Regions from separate parts of the Mus musculus genome. Here region 2 is linked to region 1. Evidence: chromatin contacts called from public Hi-C data. All regions are on one chromosome and are shown on one strand. Each heading gives the region's core, a stretch centred on a gene start, on an enhancer-like site or on the middle of the called end of the contact. The rest is flanking DNA. Distances are from core to core; before and after follow the strand shown.

Evidence for each region. A called contact is a pair of places that touch in the nucleus more often than the background predicts.
Region 2: a contact with region 1 is called in a Hi-C map of liver, with 3 times the contacts expected there. The contact joins two enhancer-like sites. A contact is called at or near these places in 2 of 39 promoter capture datasets (liver and stem cell-derived epiblast-like cells), 8 of 484 Hi-C or Micro-C datasets (embryonic stem cells, group 2 innate lymphoid cells, liver and 2 more), 1 of 115 datasets of contacts at active chromatin or transcription factors (embryonic stem cells) and 1 of 9 other capture datasets (embryonic stem cells).

The regions. Positions count from the first base shown.
Region 1 is chr13:75,623,729-75,630,053 of GRCm38.p6, forward strand. No RefSeq gene overlaps it. Among named protein-coding and RNA genes, the nearest start is that of Mir682, 18 kb to the right of the region's middle. Within about 2 kb of position 4,058, at least 10 of the 459 cell types and tissues checked have an H3K27ac peak or open chromatin away from gene starts, as enhancers often do. A contact at or near this core is called in liver, where this site is marked.
Region 2 is chr13:75,794,963-75,801,287 of GRCm38.p6, forward strand. No RefSeq gene overlaps it. Among named protein-coding and RNA genes, the nearest start is that of Glrx, 42 kb to the right of the region's middle. Within about 2 kb of position 2,984, at least 284 of the 459 cell types and tissues checked have an H3K27ac peak or open chromatin away from gene starts, as enhancers often do. A contact at or near this core is called in liver, where this site is marked.

The sequences.
Region 1 (6,325 bases), core at 2,808-5,307:
TCATTCCAATAGTGCTTAAGTATAGATGTAGTTTACGTAATTGCATTTAATTAGATCATTCATGTTCATTACAATGAGTAAGTCTTTTGAGATAAAGAGATTATTTCCCACAAAATAATGTACAAACTTCAAAACTAAACTGTAAAAATGGAAAATGCCCTTTAATAAAGATATTGTAAACACCAGTTTGAGACAAATAATGGCACTATTTATGTACAAAGTTGTGGCAAGACTTTAGAACTCCAAATACCGAAAAGAATCTACATACTATAGATATTTTTTATAAAAATGTTCAAGGTCAGCTAATTTACAATCATTAAATATTTAGGATCTTGAGAAAGCATACATATTTATGCTAGAATTTTATAATGCATTTAGTTAGATAACAATAATTTTTCCAATACTATATTAGATTTTGTGACTCCTAAATTTATAATCATTTATGCAAATAAGCTTTGAAAAATACACTCTGTCAAAAGAGAAATAGTTTTTCTTCAATAGCCTTAGAATCATTTAAAGTAGCCAAATTAAGTGACTCTTTTTAAAAAATAATGTGAACCAAGTATAGTAAATATTCAAAATGCAGACTGTTCTTCTTACAGTTACTTTAACCATTGAGATACTAAAAGCTTGGTGATTGCCTTTATTGGTATTTATTTTGATATTCACTCAAAACCTTAATTTAATTTTTTAAAAAAGAAGCTGAATGTTTAGATCAGCATTATCTTGTGGTTGAGGGTCCTAAAAATTATATCAACCTCAATATAATAAGGTAATAAAATCTAGCAAACCTAATTAAAAATTCCGGCTCTACCATTTTCTATCTCTGGCTTTGCCAAATTAGTCGCTCTCAGCATTACTTTCCTCATATGCAAATAAAAAAATCTTAATATCACCTTTGCTGTGTCCCTCTATTATTCAGGGTTCTCTATGGAATGTCTTTATATATTAAGGGAGTTTTTGGAATGACTTACAGTGTGCAGTCCAACTAACCCAACAATGGGAAGCTATAAATAGGAAGTCCAAAAATCTAGTAATCGCTCAGTTCCGAAAGTCTAGTTGTTTCTGCTGGTCTTCTGTATAAGCTGGAATCCTGAAGAAGTAGATTCCAACAGAGGAACTGGAAAGTAGGAACAGACAGAGAGTGAGCCCTGCTTCTTCCAATGTCCTTATGTAGACCTCCAGTAGAAGGTGTGGCCCAAATTAAAGGTGTGTACCACCATGCCTGGATTTGGAATTTGCTCTGCCCCAGGCTTGCCTTGAACTCCATTTGCCTCAGTCTCCTAGGATTAAAGGTGTATACTACCTTGCCTGGGCATAAACTTTTCATGGTCACTATGCCTCAAGGTCTGGATCAAATGTCTATGTCATCTAAGTCAAGATCAGGGTCAGAAACCTGTGTCTTCCAGCCTCAAGATCTGGATCACAGGTCTGCCCTCCATTTCTGGACTGTAGTTCATCCATGTGTAGTCACGTTGACAACAAGGAATAGCCATCACAGTCTCCAAAATGCTAAAAATATTTACTCTATGCATAGGTGATATAGGTAAAATCAATTAACTATATACACACTCACATTTCTATTATATTTTTTAAGTATTTAGCATAGCAATTGATAAGAATCATATGTTCAGCAAATGGTAGGTGTTATCCCTAGTGAAAGAGTTTATTCATCCTCTTTACTCAAAAGTATTACAGTTCTGATGTAATAAGAGGCATCTTTCCTTTCGATATATCTTTTCATTAAAAATATATTTATTTTAAATATATAGTTATATATAGATAAATACATACTTATATCTTTTAGTGTTTAGTCTTCCTGTGAAAGTTAAACTTTAAAAGTTTCTTGAACAGGAATTTTATGGTTATTAGTTTTAATAAACAGACTAAGAGTCAGGTAGTCCAGCTTCCCTGCAGAAGGTTAGAAACTATACAGCAGTTCTTGGGTGGTGGTAACTGGTAAAAATGTGTGTGTGTGTATGTGTGTGTGTGTGTGTGTGTTAGGGTTTTCCTTTGGTTTTACTGCTTTAACGATTCCATTACAATGATTTCAGTCATTTTGTCACTAAAGGAAACGTATCTAACTGGCCAAGATTGGCTAAAAGAAAAAAAGACTTCCCTATCTCGCCTCTGAATCTCAGCTTGCTCTCTTAGGGCAGTTACAGTGGAAAAGAAATGTATGTGAATAAGAAAAAATATATATCATGCATATACATAAGTATTTCTCTTTGTTATTTATCAGTAATCATGTGTCCAAACAAACATAATAATTGTATACACTAATTAGATAAAAGTGGATCAGAAACTATGTGCTATATTGCAATTTGAGAATAAAAGGTTCCCTACACCCTCATGCGATTAATACTTGCTCATCGGCTTTTGGCAATATTTTGGGGATGTAATAAGAGGCCAGTCAGGTGATAGACATAGTGAGATCTCTGTAAGGCCAGCCAGGTCTATGTAGTAAGTTCCAGGTCAACCAGAACTACATATAGAGACCCTATCTTTTTTAAAAATAGTGATAAAGAAAGAAAGGGAAAGAAAGTTTCAAAAGTGGAGTCTAGCTGGAGTATGTAACGGGGGGGGGGGGGTGTATGGCTTTATGTTTAGTCCCTTCTTCTGTCTCTACTTCCCGTTCAGGCAGTATACTGAGCCAGTGCAGGTAACCAGTACTCGAAGTAAGCCTACTTTCACAGTGGTTCTAAGTTCAAAACAAGGTGCATGTTTTAATCTGATAGAATGCTCTCCATATAAACCCTACTATACATTTTTAACCTCCATATTTTACAAGCTCATATAATTTTGATCCATTTAAATATAATTGATTTTACAATCTCTAACTATGTCCAAAACAATTAAATCCTAGTCTCCACTTTGACTGATCAATGCTAATATGAGAATCCAACTGTTTTGCATCATTTTCCTTATCTTTACTTGAATAATAATAATAAAATTATTATTTATAGTGATAATAAAAAAATAAAATGAGTCTTTTTTTCTCTAGTGCTCCAAAACAAAGCCTTCTTGACTCTTGGCAATAAATCCACATGCCTTACAAACTGCTATTTGTTTTTAGTATCAGCAAGATATCTGAGAACCTGAAACTTGAGACCATAGTAAATAAAAGTATTAACTGGAATTTTAACAATTAAAAATGAGCTTTCTAAGTTATAAGGAAGTCCAGAGAGGCACTCTTACGTTTTTTAGCACAGAATTTATTTTGACACTAATTGAGGTAAGATTTGAGAAATCTTCTTTTTAATTGTATTTTACTTAAGAAGAAAAATACAAGTAAAGATGGTGAAAGCCCGAAAGCATTGTTTGGGAGATCCATCCTTTAATTGATGCCCCAAATTGGCTCTTCTATAACATTTTCACCTTGGAATTAGGATTTATTTGTGGCAAGCCACATCTCTAAGCCCAATTGTATTCATTAGGAAAATTCAAATTTGGGGAACTTGACTTGCCAATATTTGCCAGAGGTCTACCCTAGAAGGACTATAGTCCTGATTACAACAGCTAAGTTCAGCTCCAAAGATGCCTTGGAGACATTCTCTTCCTCTGTCACTGGAGTTTAAATTACCTGGATTATCTCAAACCACAGACAAGATAAGCAACAGTAAGTTCTAAATTCTTAAAGTCTAACAAGTAAAACATTAAGAAAGAAAGGTGAGAGGAAATCATGACAAAGTGAATGACCACATTTGACTAAGTGTAAAGGAGAGGTGACAGTGACTTTGACAATAGGGTTGTGTTCAGTGTGTGTGCATAGTACAGTGAAAGTGAGGTTAAATCCTGGTGTCCTTCACAGTACTTATCATGTTGGGCTGCACAAAATGTAAAATTTAGCAGGATGACACATGGTATGTTAAGTGCAACACGTGACTCAAAGCATGTGCACAGAGGACTGGAGTTCAAATTCCTAATTTGCTATATACAGGGATGAGTACAGCATTCTAATTATTGCTTGAGCTTTGAACTTAGACAAATGTGTCAGTCAGTGCACAAGCACAGAGCTGGATCCTGTGGGAGATGTCTGACTAAGACACTATAATCTGGGTGTGGTGGTACATACCTACAGTCCCAGCAATGACTGGGGAAAAGATTATGAGTTCCAATCTAGCCTGAGATATACTCAAAAGCTAAAATAATAACAAAGACTTCAGTGTTGTCAGACTTGTTTATAAACTCAGCGTATGAAAATGTGGGGCTGATGAAGCAAATCTGAAAGGCATTGGAAGTCAGCAGAAAGAGCAGGCTGGAGGCCTCAGGCAGCTGAAATCCAGTCCACAGAGAACATTTCTTCCTGTCAGTTCTGTCCTAAAGGCCTTTCAAGTGATTGAGTCAGTGAAGATAAACTAGGATAACCTCTCTTACTAATGCCAACGGAAGATGGACTTGAGTCATGTCCTCAAAATACCTTCACTACATTCGAGCATTAACTACACTTGAATACTAGCATTTAGCCAAACTCATCTCAAAGTGACCAAAAGAACAATTTGAGAACTATGTGTCTGACACTACCATTTCCTAGCTGAACAACCAGGAAAACTTATTTAAATTTCCTTAAACCCTTACTCATTTGGAAAAAAAGAAGACATTTTAAGATATTAAGAGTAGCTAGGAACAACTGTTGACAGTGAGATGATCCACAAAAAGTGGGCCTAGGAATGAGCTTGCCAAATAGTAAATTTTCAACAAATATTTATTACCTTTATTATGATCATTCTTACTGTCTGAGCAAAGTGAAAAAACAAACCCTTTCTTTGAGTTTCTGTAAAACCAGCATATTAATGCTCATAACTCACAGTGATGGGAGATTTCTTTTTTTTATTAGATTTTTTCTGTATTTACATTTCAAATTTTATCTTCTTTTCTTATTTCCCCTCCAAAAACTCCCTATCCCATCCCCCTTCGCCTGCTCACCAACCCACCCATTCCCACTTCCCTGTCCTGGCATTTCCCTACACTGGGACATCAAGCCTGCACAGGACCAAGGGCCTCTCCTCCCAGTGATGTCTGACTAGGCCATCCTCTGCTACATATGCAGCTAGAGCCATGAGTCCCACCATGTATATTCTTTGGTTGGTGGCTTAGTCTCTGGGAGCTCTGGGGGTACAGGTTAGTTCATATTGTTGTTCATCCCATGGGGCTACAAAAATCACTGCATATTGGACTAAAGTCTTCACACACTAGGACTCCATTCAGGCTCAACATCCCAAGCCTGGTTAAGAGAACTAAATGAACATTAGATTATTTTAAAACAGCAAAACAGCTCTCTCTCTCTCCCTCCCTCTCTCCCTCTCTCCCTCTCTCTCTCTCTCTCTCTCTCTCTCTCTCTCTCTCTCTGTGTGTGTGTGTGTAGTATGTGTGTGTGTGTGTGTGTGTGTGATGTGTGCATTGGCCATGGAAGCTAAAAGAGGGCATTGAATCCCCTAGAACTGGAATTCCAGGCAATTGTGAGCCTCACAGCTAGAGTGCTAAGAATCAAGCTCAGGATATCTGGAAAAACAGTAAGCAGTCTTAACTGTTGACATCTCTCCAGTGTCAAGATGATTTTTTTAATTGCTTCATGAGTTATCCACTAAAAAATAAAAACACATTCATTTTAAAAAACATGCTTTAACCAGTAATTATAATTGCAGATTTTTAATGTTTTATTAGTATGTATTAATTATACCTAATGGGTTTGTGGCATTTTCGTACTTGTACATAAATATATTTTGTCCACATTTATACATGTGTTTTACAGCTTGTAATCTTCTCTTCCACACCTCCTACTCTTGCTAATCACCTTTTCTAAATTAACTCCCCTTTTCTTTCTCCCCGACTCTCTCATGAGTGTGTGTGTGTGTGTGTGTGTGTGTGTGTGTGTGTGTGTGTGTGCAAAGATGCTAGCACATGAATGCACTCCCCATTGTGTAAACTAATGAATTGCATTAGTATTGTTTACAAGAGCTTGACTGGGTTGGATTACAGGAATATGGACACCTTATCAGTGATTTTACCACCAAGAAGTCTCCCACCAACCTTCATCTAGATATGAAACCTCCATGACCGTGTTTTGATGCGGCCAATCTTATGGAGGTAATCGTGTGCAGGTAACCCTGTGAATGCAAGAGCTCAGCAGTTGTGAACGGTTACAAGTCAGGATTTCAAGTCTTTCCCTACACCTTCCTTCCACTTTTCCATTCTTTCTGTCATTGCCCTTTCCATCTTTTCCTTTCTAATGTTCTCTGAACCTTGGAGGGAGTGATATATCCATGCCACTTATAAAAGAGCATTCATCAGTCATCTCTTCTTTGTCTTTTGAGCAGTTAGGAGG
Region 2 (6,325 bases), core at 1,734-4,233, 170 kb after region 1:
TCCAAGTTAGTTCTCAGGACCCATATCAGGCATTTCACAACTGCCTGTCATTCCAACTTAATGAAATCTGAACCCCTCTTCTGGCCTCTGCAAGCAACTGAACTCATGTGTGCTATATCCACATGAAGACACAAACACATAAGTAAAATAAGTATTTTTTTCTCAAACAAAAGCCCTTTAAAACAGTGGTTCTTAATAGTTCCTCATTTGGTAACTGCCAACCATAAAATTGCTTTCATAGCTACTTCATTCATAAGTATAATTTTGCTCCCTTTATGAAACATAATGTAAATTAGCTGTGTTTTCCAATGGTCTTTTGGGGGTTGCAACCCACTGGTTGAGAACTGCTGCATCGTAAACTGACAGATGAACCATGAATATACATGGAAGTATGTGTATACTGACAATGGCTGTTCTCTTCCTCAGCCTCACTGGTCACCAGTGCCCCATGTCTGGGACAGTCATAGCATAGTGTTAGGGCCTTAGTCTGCATTCCCCCTCTTATACAAAGGATATTCCAACACACGCTCAGAGAGAACCAGCGCTCTCTCATTTTCTTCAACTCCAATGTTCCTTTTACTGAGGAAGAAAAGGTTAGAAGAGCCAACCTCTTCGTAACACTGCACACATGCACAGCAATACCTTATATACACGGGCATTATTTTCCTTGTGCACTCCAGGGCAAAGAAGAGTTTAGTAGGACAAAGCTAAATCTGTTGGGCTTGTTTTTACAAAATGTTAGTGTTTTGCTTATGTGTTTGCTTGATTGGTTGCTCACATGAGATATCATATTCTTGTGTCTGTGTGAGCCCAGTGTGTGTATTCACCCCTGCCCTCAGTTCACACCCAACTCCATTAAAGACCTAAGCAAGGTACCTGCACAGCCCACACTGTAAGGCCAAGGAGAAGGCTCAAGAGAGACCACAAGAAAGAAGGCTCCTGTCCCCAAAGATTATTCTTTTCCTATGTGAAAACACAAAAGGACCAAAAACTGTATAGCAGAGCACATGTGTTCTCTCTCTCTCTCTCTCTCTCTCTCTCTCTCTCTCTCACACACACACACACACACACACACACACACACAATTTCTATAAAAGAGTGTTTGAAGGCAAATGAGATATGGGGTTTTACAAGTTGGAAACGGTTGTAGGCTGAGCAGAAAACTCCTGAGAGAAAAGTTAAACAGAATTAGAAATGGAGTTTGGGGAAGTTCTTGAGGGTGTTTTTCCCCCTCAAATATAAGTAGAGGAACTTCAGGAACAGAGACAGAGCTATAAAGGGAGGCATGGAAGAGAATCACTAACCACAGGACATCTACCTGAGTCTAACCCCCAGCCACTACCTCCCAAAGCTGAGTCCTGAGGTGCTGTAACCCCTGACAGGCTGGCTCCTGCTACCTAGCCCCCTTCTGGATCATTGCCTCAACACTAGGAGCCCTTCTGGCTTTGTTGCTTCTCTGTGTCTAACTACAACTTGTGTCTTTTGCACATTAATCCAGTTCTGGCAGACTCTTTAGAACAGGTTGACTCCAGTCATCAACACACCTGGCGCAGTCATCACTGTCCCCATAAGCCATCCCCTCTGGGGCTTCCTGCCACAAGAATTTTCAAAAGTTTCACATGAATTTCTATACAAATACATGTACATGTAAACACTAGATCGCCACTGCCTTTTATTCACTGTCTTATTTTCGTTAGCCTTAACAACATTCCCAAAGTATGAGATAGAAAATTCTAGAAATAAACCGTTCTTAAGTTGTGAGATGGTATACATGCCCATAGCGCTGAGTATGATGTAAGATGGTATACATGCCCTTAGCGCTGAGTATGATGCCATCTCATCCTTCCCATAGGGTCCAGTCTATTGTATGAGTCATCCAGGCCATTGCATCCACTGTATATGCCACTACCCACTAGTCAGAGGATGAAGTCCTTGACTGTGTTCAATTCACCCTAACTCAATTACAGACCACAATGTATAAGACAACAGGTACAAGTCAGGTACACCAAAGATGAGCTATAAAATGTATTAGACAGAGTCGGGCATGGTGGCACACGCCTTTCATCCCAGCGCTCGGGAAGCAGAGGCAGGTGGATTTCCGAGTTCAAGGCCAGCCTGGTCTACCCTGTCTCGAAAAACAAAACAAACAAACAAGCAAAAAATGTATAAGACAGGATAAAAGTCTCCACTAATAAAAGAATTATGTTGGAGCTGCTAAGATCTTCTAACAATAAAATAAAAAAAAAAAAAGGAAAAGAAGAAGTCTGAACTAACTTTCTATGGCTTCACAAACTACAAAAGATACAGCCACATATATGATAAGATATATATGTATATATATAGTAAAACGGTGTGTATAGAGTTTAATACCATCCAAGTTTCAGGCATTCTATGGAGGTTACTCTCCTGCCCTCCAGGCAAAAGCAGAGCAGTATGATATTTGAGACTAACCCACTTTTGAAGGGCTGAGAGATAACAATTTCATACTTCAGATCTGTGCTAAATGTTGCTGCGATGAGTGGGTGGTGAGATGTGCCTTTAATCCCAGCACTCAGGAAACAGAGGCGGGTGGACTGGATGTCAGACTGATCTACATAGCCAGTTCCAAGAAGGTAGGCTTACATACTGAGACCTTATCGCAAAGTAAACTTTTAAGAAGAGGAAAGAAATAGTACTTATGAAATACTCAAAAGCCTCCGGTAAGCACCAGAACAGTTGCTGACCTCGAAGTTCAAATAATAGCCCAAGCGGAGGAAGTGGAAATGGTGACCCTCGTTTACAGAAAGTGAATCAGTCACAGCCAGGTTCTGAAATTCCGCATGAACTCATGCTGCCTGAAAAAGCCAGGCATCAACGGTGAGCAACCATGATCTCCGGCCAGCTAGGCACTTTGCTTTCCATTGGGTGGTGACGGTCAGATCTCATTGCTTCTGACAAAGGCCCTCGTCAAACCCATGAGTCATGGTTTGCGTAAGCCACCGCTGCTCAGTGAGAGCAGACCCACTTCCTGACTGCACAGTAGTAACTCTGACTTCCTGACAGCCAAGGCAGACAGGTGCGACAGTGCGGCGTGCAGCGCCATCTGCTGGATAGTGTGGGATAAGCAGCAGCCTGGAGTGGATGGTCTCTGAATTCTGTGAGCTTTGAGACTGCTAGCAGCCAGGCCTGACTGCAAGGCCTGCCAGGAACACTAGCAGAAATACATACCCTCTATCCAAACCATTCCTCGAGGTCCTTTCCTTGTTATAGAATGTGGTGTGGCAAGCACATATGCACATGTGTATTCAAGGTGTATATGTGTTATGTAAAGGGTACAAGATTGTACATGATCTCTGAACAAATAGAAAAAGTGACCATCACTACCCTCATTGCTGGATTTGTACTAAATTTTACAATTAACAGAAACTCATAAATAATCCTATATAATCCCTCACCTTTCTGTATAAGCAGAAAGGAGTAAGGGGTATCAAATACTAGCTCTGCTAGTAGAATTACTCATGACTTAGCCATGAGTGAGACGGCAGCTAACAAGGCTCCTCCTTTCTTTACCAAAGTCTTTGCCCACATGCAAATAAAGACTGGCTGAGCAACTGTTAGGAAGAGGAAATGAAGCAAAACCCAGCCAGCTATGACAAGTCTGACATCAAGCCTCAACTATTTCTGAGGCTGGAAGTGGGTCTCAGAAAACTCTGGCCAGCAATAGGTTTAGGTTTTGGCCAGATGCTACAGAGAAGGTTTCTAACATGAGACAAAATATCTGTTGGAGGAGGAACTGGCCTAGGCATTCATGGACACACAGCATAGGACTAAAGAACTCTGGCCAGGTCTCTTGCTTCCTACAGTTTCCCAGCCGTTGGTGCTCTGCCAGCCTCTGAACTACAGCAGATGTTGCTTCTTGCTTAAACGCTAACTGACTCATTCCCTCTAGACCATAAAGGTAACCAGCTCATCTGACCCCCAAATATAGAGGGATGATTGGAAGATGGTAGGTTTGTTTGTTTGTTGGGTTTTTTTGGTTTGGGTTTTTTTTTTTTTTGGCTTTGTTTTCAACTAGAATGTCAGACTGAGGAACGCCTGGAACAAATAGTTCTGGGTTAGAGGTCAGGGGACTGGCTGGACTCTAGGGCAAAAGCAAACAAGGCTTTTCACAGTGGCTTGCAGGGATATGGTGACAAACCTGCCTCCAGTGGACAGACAAGGAACACTGCTGGCTGGGCTCGACCTTAGGCAGCTGGAGCAGGCCAGGAAAACGTGTTATAGATTCTGCCTCTGCCCCTGTCACATGGAAGTACACAGCATAGGTAACAAGCCAGATGAGGCTGGATCGGCCTTGAGTGCCACAGATGGACCTCTTTTTTGGGTCTCCTATCTGCGAGGAACGGGTCTCTGGTTGCAGGTGGGCGAAGGAGTGGGGTGACAAACAGACACGACACGAGAGAGTATGTTGAATCTGAGTATAATGTCCAAACGAAAAACAGACTTTTTTATACAGAAGAAAAAACAAGAAAAGCCAGGCAGGACATATCTGCTGAATTACAGTGACACAAAACAAAAGGAATCTATACATCAAAAGATGGCGGGGACCAGGCCGCTGTTTACCACTTAGAATGGAGCCAGGTGTAATGCCAGTCTATTGTTAAGCCCACCACTAGGGGTTCTTAGTAAAAACTTGATTATGCTGTTCCTTTGGGCCTAGTGAAGAAACTGGTCCCAGGGGGATTCCCTAACTCTTTGATGGATAACTCACCTATTCACTAGGCCTTTGTATATTCCCTTGTTTGGGTGAGACTGGCTACTGTCCTAAGTAATCACTCTGCAGACCAGCCCTGAGCTATCCTAGCTCCATTCTTTGTAATTAGTTTCACCATCTCTACTAGAAGTGAATTTGAATGTTACTGAATAGGTATCATTCTTACTGAATTCCTACTGAATTCCAAGATTGTCAGCTTCAAGGATTTGGAACACTGGCAGAGGCTCACCTATGTCAAAATTCAACCTTTAAAGGCACTTATAATGAATCAATACTGAAAGAGAGCATACACCATACTAACGTGGGGATCGGGTTTGAGTATACGGGCTATGAGAATGCCAAGGTTCCAGGAGGCTGAATTTCCTTGAAACTCTTTGCCTCGCGACTGCCTCCAGGCTTTTCAACCCCGACAGGCAGACTTCACTGGAGTGGGCATAGCACTTGAGAGCTCTGGACTTGAACGTGTCTCACTGTAATGTGGCAGCACTGGTGCCATAGCACTGGAATAGCACTGCAGTGTAGACCAGTAGCTGCTGTGAGGCCCTCCCAGCCCTGTGGCTGCTAAGCTTTACCCCATCCATTCCACAACACACATGGTTCTGTTACTGTCACAGGATTGGGCCGCATGTACATGAGACATGGCAAAGGAACATGGTCTTTGCAATCGTTTGCCATCTAGTGAAACCGTCTATACAGACTGGCATAGTTTGCAGACTCCAGGAGGCAGTTTGAATTTGCTGGGTCACCACAGATGATATATTTGTCAACATCTGTTTTCACAGATCTAGCTCACTCCTGCCAGCAGTAGGCCTGGGTTCCCCCTGAAGCCAAGAGTCCCTAACAGCAGAAAAAACAAACAAGTGCCAGGTGCCAGGTGTGGGTCTAAACTTTAGACTCTAAAACTGTGGTTCTCAACCTCCCTAATGCTATGACCTTCATATTGTGGTAACTCTCAAACATAACATTATTTTGTTACTACTTCATAAATGTAATTTCGTTATTGTTATATTATCTGTATACTGATAATATACAGATTATCTGATATGTGAACCCAAGGGGAGGGGGGCATCGAGAACCACAGGTTAAGAACCACTGCTCTAAAGGCTTTGCAGGGGGAAGGGGAAGGTGTCTCACTGTAATGTGGCAGCACCGGTGCCACAGCGCTGGAATGGTACTGCAGTGTAGAAGAGTAGCTGCCGTGAGGCCCTCCCAGCCCTGTGGCTGCTAAGCTTTACCCCATCCATTCCACAGCTCAGCCTTGAGTGTCGGAGAAAGAGGCATAAATGTGCTGGCTCTTCCCACAGGAGCAAGGAAGAGTTAACTCCACATCAGCTTGTCCCCAGCCTTGTCCTGGCTGCCTCTGGTGAGGCCCATCCTCCAGGCAAGTCATAGATAGCCTTTGTCCAGGAGATGGCATCCAGGATACTATACCACACAGTTTATTTCCAAACTAACCCCCAGTTCTTCCAAGAACCTGGAAAGTTATTTCCAGAAATTAATTTTAAATTTTCCTACATGATAAGTGAATATCTGAATGTCTAACATTAGGAAAATGGTACATCCTAGTTTGTAGAA